Linked DNA regions of Zea mays: region 1 is linked to region 2. A link is a contact called in public Hi-C data. All regions are on one chromosome and are shown on one strand. Each heading gives the region's core, a stretch centred on a gene start, on an enhancer-like site or on the middle of the called end of the contact. The rest is flanking DNA. Distances are from core to core; before and after follow the strand shown.

Region 1 (3,548 bases), core at 308-2,807, 160 kb before region 2:
CACCCATCGGCCTATAGCACGGGCCACAATTAGTTATGTGTTTCAGGTCGACCCAAATAGCCTAGAATGTCTTAGTGTGCCAGACCAACCCATATACATGCAACAGTAATACATAATCAAAAAGTACAGAATATATATGACTAAAATAAAACTAAGTTGTTTTGTGGCTGCCACATTAAAAACCTTTGGTCAGAAAGAAAAAAGAGTACAATTGGCTCAATAATAATATTCAGTTTTCTGTTCAGTGTTTAGTCGAGTACTATACACCCATTCGAAATGTATATACAATGATCATCATCACTATCCCCCATCTAGGTACTACTCACGAAGGCCAGTTGAAGCTTTGGATTATCCAAGCTGTGCTGGTCCCGTGGGCTTTGATAAACCTTAGTTAATACTAAGTCTATGTTTAGTGGGATTTGATGGGCCTTAGTTAAATGGGTTGTGCTAGGCTGACTCGTGGACTTAAATAGAGGCCCAGGCACGGCTCATAGATTGGGTCGTGACGACCTAGGCCCAAAAATAGATTGGAACATGTCAGGCTTAGGTCGTGCCCGAAATTGTATGCTTTGGACCGGCCTATTAGGTACAACACAAATGTATACCTATAACTTAGGCCCCTTTGGCACGACTCTTTCAAGCGGCTCCAGTTCGGGTCATCGTGAAGCTCTACCAAACGGTCAAAAAATGGCTTCTCGTCGAGCCATTCGAGAGCCAGAGCCGTTTTATTGCTAGGAGCCAGAGCATAAAAAATATGGCTTCTACCGGCTCCTACGTTCTCCTTAATACGACCGGCTCCTGCGTTCTCCTTAATACGCCATTCGAAAAAACACGGGAGAAACTGTTTTGACAAGCGAATTGTAAAACAGTTTCGCCTCCTTCAGAGAAGCCAACGAGCTAGAAGAGTATGAGCCGGAACTGTTTTCAAAGAAGCTAACACCTGCCAAAGGAGTAGTTAGACCTTCGCCCAGTCAAGACCCGGTGGAAATCTGAAATTCCCACCCTGACGGGACGCAAGAAAGGTAAAACCTAGAGATGACAATGGTACCTGGAACCCGACTACCCCGACGGGTTTCACCCGATATAAATGTGGGTAAGGAATGATTTCTCTACCCGCAGGTATATTAATGAGCAAGAACCTATAGCCATTGGTATACGGGTACGGGTACGAGTTGGTACTACCTATAACCGTCTACCCATGGATAAAATTTATCCGCATCAATATCACTATAACTATCTAATATAACCTATCTTAGCTAAAATAAAACTCTTCTCTAGCTAACAAGTTGTGTAAACATATGATTTTTCTATGTGAAGTTGAACTTGTTTTTGTATGTTTATTTAATATTTTGAGGGATTGATATATCTGAATTTAAGACTTTTCTGTGGGTACGGTTAATCGACAAGGTAAAATTGACCGTGCGGGTACGAGTATGAGTAAGATCTTATATCCGCGAACATATATGAGTTAGATTTTTTTTAATAGATATGGATACGCCGTTGCCATCCTAGTAACACCAGAGTCACATGCGTCGGATTTCGGGCTGAGCAGGGCAGGAGGCGAAGACAGGAAAAAAAGAAGGGAGAGACATGAGAGCGAGGTCCTTCTTGCCTTCTTGTTCGTTTGCTGCTCTCCCCGCTGTTCCTGTGGTTATCTCCTCCTTTTGCCTTCAATGCTGCCGCGTTACTACTGGATCTGACTGACAGACACACTGCGTCCGCCGCCTTGAAGCTAATCTTGGTGACTTGGTCCCGGGCTCCCGGCCGGCCTCCCCAAGATTCTCTTGTTCTTTCGGAATTCCGTCATTCCTTTGCAGCCTCTCCTTCGCAGCAGAATCCGCGTGGAACAAGGTCGGGATCTTGGCTCAGTTTCTAGATGGTTTGAATTCTTTCCATCCAGCAGGTTTTGGTGTTGAAGAGAGGCTATCTTTGTTTGCGAATGCAGTGCTGCGCGTGTTGCTGGAGGTGAGTTTTCACCTCCTCCGCGTTCTTCTTCACCGCCAAAGGCCCAAGAGGAATTTCGATTGGTTGAAGCGCGAATCCGCGGGGTTGGCAGGTCGATCCTCCCTTGGATTGCAGCGTGTGCCATGGTTCTCTCCTCCAATCCCACCAACAAGGCAGCAGCTCAGCTGTCACAGCCGGCACTGTAGTGCTTTCTAGCCTGCTGCTGGGCTCCAATGGCGTCCTCACCTTCGCCTTCCCCGGGCACCATCAGGGCCCCCTTGCCGCCTTCCAGCGCAACCCCGTCACCGGCAACCACCACGCCCACGCCGGCCTCCCCGGCCCCGGTGACGCAGCCCAATGCTACCCCGGCCGACCCTCCCTCGTCGCCGGTCGCGCCTCCCCCCGTCCCCTCCGCATCCACGCCACCGCCACAGCTCACTTCTCCACCGCCCTCCTTGCCTCCGCCTCCTCCAGACGCCGTGCCACCACCGCCACTTGTTGCCTCTCCGCCACCCGCCCCAGCAGCCGTAGTGCCCCCACCCTCGCCGCCGGCGCCGGTTGCAGTGCCCCCACCACCTACACCTGCTGCCCCGCCAAAGGCGTCGCCTATACATATAAGGCCCCCTGCGGCCGCGTCGCCACCCCCAACCATTCTGCCAACGCCCAACCCGCCGGCTGACCCAACGCCGCCGACATTAGCGCAGCCACCTCCACCACGGCGCCGGCCACCAAGAACGCCTCAGACAGAACCTCCACCCCTGGCACCACCACCTTCTGGAATTCCTGTCAAACCCTCTACGAGCAGTCCCTCACCGACATCCGCAGATCCTTTGATCCCCACTCCCTCTAGCCCCTCACCTCCAGGGACGACAACGCCAGGCTCTGGTAGCACTCCATCGGTGCCAGCCCCAGCAATGGCAGCCGATCCAGTTCGCCCGGTAACGACTGGGGGTTCAAACAAGTCGTCTAGTCCAGCCTCACAGAGCAGCGGCTCCCCAGTAGACAGTGGCGGAATGTCTTCAGGTGCAAAGGCAGGCATTGGTGCAGTCGTTGCCATTCTTGTGCTTATTAGCTTCGTTGGAGCTGCATTTTGGTACAGGAAGAAACGGAGGAGAGTTCATGGATACCATGCTGGCTTCTTAATGCCTTCGCCTGCCTCGACTACTACACAAGTGCTAGGTAATTTGATCCTGTGCATATGCAGCAATTACATGCCTGGGAAGATAAGGTTATTCTTTATATGTACCTGAGTGATGAACTGAACAAAAACTCATTTCTTGTTTGGGGTATTCAGCTAAAACGAATTTCAGTGCTGGGAGTCCTGAATCAAAAGATTCAATGCCAGAGTTCAGCATGGGCAATTGTCGGTTCTTCACTTATGAAGAATTGTATCAGGTCACAAATGGTTTCTCTGCACAGAACCTGCTTGGGGAAGGTGGGTTCGGGTCAGTGTATAAGGGTTGCTTGGCTGATGGAGAGTTTGCGGTTAAGAAACTGAAAGATGGTGGTGGGCAGGGGGAACGCGAGTTCCATGCTGAGGTGGATATTATCAGTCGTGTGCATCATCGCCATCTAGTATCTCTTGTAGGGTATTGCATTTCAGA
Region 2 (3,728 bases), core at 301-2,800:
CACCAAAGTATACTTCCTCTAGTGATGATGAGGAAGATTATATCAAATTATTTAAGAGCTTAGATAGATATAAAATTGATAAAATTAATGAATTAATTGATTCTGTAAATGAGAAGAAAAACAAGATCTCATTTATAAGGAACATGACAAATTGTTAGCGTAGAAAAGGTCCTTGGTCTTGAAATTAAAGAGTAAAATTTTGTATGAAGAGTTTGATGATCGTCATTCTTCTATTTCATGACTTAAAATTCCTAACGATGAATTGATTGTTAAAATAGTGGTATTGAATGAATGACATGCATCTTCTTTGATCATTTCAACAGTTAAATAATGAGAAAATGAATAAATAGAAGCCTGATGCACAACGTGGATGGTTATGTTGATCGGTAAATTTGTGAAGCATATGTAATACTCTTCTTTTCTTTTAAAAAAAGGACACGATGCTTAGCAGCAGGACAGAGAGGACGCGAGCGTTCTACTAGGGATAGGGATGAAAACGGTCGGAAACGATATTTATTCGGTAATCAGTTTTTTAGTCGTTTTTCTTTGATTACGAATAAATAGGATATATAATCTACAATACAAATTTGTATTCTTGTTTTTAACATCCAGCTTATAAAGATTCATAAAAGGTAAATCTCAAATTCATCCTATATTTTCTCAAATAATAGATATAAACTTCGGTATGGATTCGGAAATAAATTTGGTAATTTTTTCAACGTTTCGTGTTGTAGGGAGCAAATAATACATAAAACAATTTGTGTAATATTTTATTCATATGTGTACTAATGTGCTTAATAACATAAGAAAAGATCAACATTAAATTTTATGCATATCTATTTTAAAATATTAAATTTGTTCTAATAGTTCGGATTACCACTTTCATCCCTCTAGGACATGTTTTGAAAATAGTCTCTCATATCAAACCTTCTCTGATAGTTCAACACATGTCCCTTCTGTAGTTCTGGTCAGCCAAAATCTAGCCTGTTCCGCTCTCTCCGCGAGTCTTGCAACTCCGTGCCTGCCAAGTCATCACGACTGGCCTAGCTGACAGCTGGAGTGACTGTAGTCCCCGAATGTCGCATAACAAATATTATTTTACTTTTTTAAAAAATAATTATAAACTTGTTTAAAATTTAAAATTAACCGGCACAAAAATTATAGCGACACCCTTATAGTGTCTCTATGAATATATGGGCCGTGTTTCCATCCCGTCTATTGGATCACGCGGGCCGCGCAACAAAGGAACACGACTAAGCAAAACTATGGGCCATCGAATCTCATCCCGTTCTGAGCTTGGGCCGGGATGTACGTGTCCCTGTCACGAATGTCGTGGAGCTACCAGGCCCATGATCCAAGTGACCTGTCCCCAACTTTTCGTTGACTACCGTATCTCATAATCATAAGAATCATAATAACACGCACACACCATCTCATATCCACTTTCCTGCTTTTAGTTTCACTGACATGTGGCCTCAAGCACCGACCCACGACCTAGGGGTCTACATGTCATGGACTAAAATCGCTTTTTTGTACGTGCGCTGGGTCGAAGGATGCCGGCCGCAACGCTTCGTCCTCCGCGTCCGCTTTCGCCTTTCCCCTCCTCCTCCTCCTCTCGACACCACCAACACAACACCACTCCACCGCCGTTCGAATATTCCAAGCTTGAGATTGGAGGAGGAGGGGAGGGGAGGGGAGCCGAGCGCAGAACCCTAATTACCTCCATCGATTGCTAACAGGTGCGCTGTTTCCTTTGTCTTGCGCCCCATCTTTGCCTGTCCATCCTTAAATACGGGAATTCTAGTTGTTGCTGTTGCGAGCTGGCGGGCTGCTGCCCCGCAGATTCGAGTAGCGCTTCTTGACGCACTGTCATTTCCTTGTGCTTGGCTCAAGGTATCTGTCAGTTGTTTGCATTTGGCTTCTAGTTTCGTGAGGTAGTCTCAGTATTTGGTTCAAGCTGTCTGCCAGCTGTTGTGCGAAGGCTGTTTTTTTTCCTTATCCAGTTGTGAATTGTGATTGTGGTCCGTTTGGGGATATATAACCTGCGCCTTCTGAATCGTATCCCAATGCCTTTCGATGCCACGACTGTTCTTCCGCAGTGGCAACAGAGTGTTGCCATCATTGTTATCGTGAATTGATTCAGTGCGTGTGCTGCTGCTCTTTAGTTTCGACATTCCTCGATACGCCATTATCGGTTGCAATTCGTTCTAGTTCAAAATCCGTCTTGCTTCCAGATTATTGAACTCGTGCTATACCATTCAGTCTTTTGAATTGTTCCTTGAGATGTTCAAGGCTGCTATTGGCTGGAGTTTTTTTTCCAACACTTGTTTGGCACTACGCTCTGTCAGTCAGTTGATTGGTTCATCCTAACGAAATGTCTTGCTTCACACGTTTTGCCTGAGCTTCATTTTTTCTGTTTGGGGAATACTTTTTTATTTTTGAAAAATGGAAATGATTGCCTTTACATCATAATGGAAAACAGGCGTGGTTGGTGCTTTTGTTATTGTGTTTGGTGTTGTGGTTGGCATGTACTGAAATTCCACTCTAATCTGTTAGCTCTGGCCAATCACATTAAAAAACGTTCGTTACAAGCCTAATGGCACTTCCTGGTAGCTGCTGCTGTTCTGATTTTCTATTTACACAGTTCAGAAGCAAATTGTAATGTAGTTGTTTGTTGGTCTTAGTTGAGACTGCTTATTTTCTGAGAAAGATGTGGTAACATGCCTTTAATGATGGTAATTTCTTCGTCTTTTGCAGCTCAGATCTCAGAGGCAGGGGAGGTAAAATGCCAAGAGCAAATGAGATGTTCAGGGCAGATTCTAGAATGATGGTGGTTTTTGGTGCCTTGACATCGAAACCAGAGCAGCTGACATTCGAAGAAACCCTCAGATTTGTCAAGAAAGTGAAGGTGAGTTGAATGTTTTAATAATATATTATGTCATCGCATGGTTTTCATCTCTGTGTAATCCAAACGCCTATTCTGAGTCATTGCCTTGTCTAGTAAGTTGCGATGATTTTGCTGGTACCATTCACTTACAGTCTAGTACTGAATCTCATCTCATGTTTTGATGCATAGAGTTACCAACTATCTGAAATCTATGTGATTGGAGGCACAATTGTGGGTTTGTAACCTTGGGATTGCGCAATGTGGTGGTGTGTGTGCTCGTGTGCAGTCCTTGTAATCGAAAAACAAAAACATCCAAAATGTGGGGTTTACATGTATTCCTACTTGTAAGATCCTGCTGATACCTGAGTCTAGGATTTTGAGTGAACAATTTTGTTGAACTTTTTTTTAAACCTACACTCCCTCTAGTCTAAACTATTATAGTTCACTTTAGCTTTGTCCTAAGTCAAACTTATCTAACTTTGACCAAATTTTTAGAAAAGTGTGACAACATCGACAAGTTGAAATACATGCCCTATCAAGACATGTTTCAAGGTGAATGTTTTTTTTTAAAAAAAAAGTGCTGGCAGGAGTTATGACTAGCTTTTAACGGAACTAGTTCCTTATTATAATTATAAATGTTGATGCATTGTTCAAAGAGAAGTTTGGCTTAGGACAAAGCAAAGGTGAACTATAATCTGAAACAGAGGGAGTAGCACATAGAGTAATCAGCATGATAACTTGCTTGCCCTGCAGGTAGCAGCTTTCTAATGAGTGATTGCTCATCATGTTGTATGTTAGCTCATCACCTGGGAATTGCAACCATAGTTCATAAAAATATATA

Evidence for each region. A called contact is a pair of places that touch in the nucleus more often than the background predicts.
Region 1: a contact with region 2 is called in a Hi-C map of endosperm, with 2.5 times the contacts expected there. The contact joins the promoter of LOC100216621 here to the promoter of LOC100280234 in region 2. A contact is called at or near these places in 3 of 25 Hi-C or Micro-C datasets (endosperm and leaf).

Annotation. Positions count from the first base shown.
Region 1 is chr3:29,128,093-29,131,640 of Zm-B73-REFERENCE-NAM-5.0, reverse strand. It overlaps LOC100216621, which reads left to right and starts at 1,557. Exons shown (of 9, transcript NM_001317366.1): 1 at 1,557-1,851; 2 at 1,946-3,123; 3 at 3,239-3,548. The coding sequence starts at 2,178.
Region 2 is chr3:28,968,207-28,971,934 of Zm-B73-REFERENCE-NAM-5.0, reverse strand. It overlaps LOC100280234, which reads left to right and starts at 1,550. Exons shown (of 4, transcript NM_001320536.2): 1 at 1,550-1,739; 2 at 2,763-2,908. The coding sequence starts at 2,786.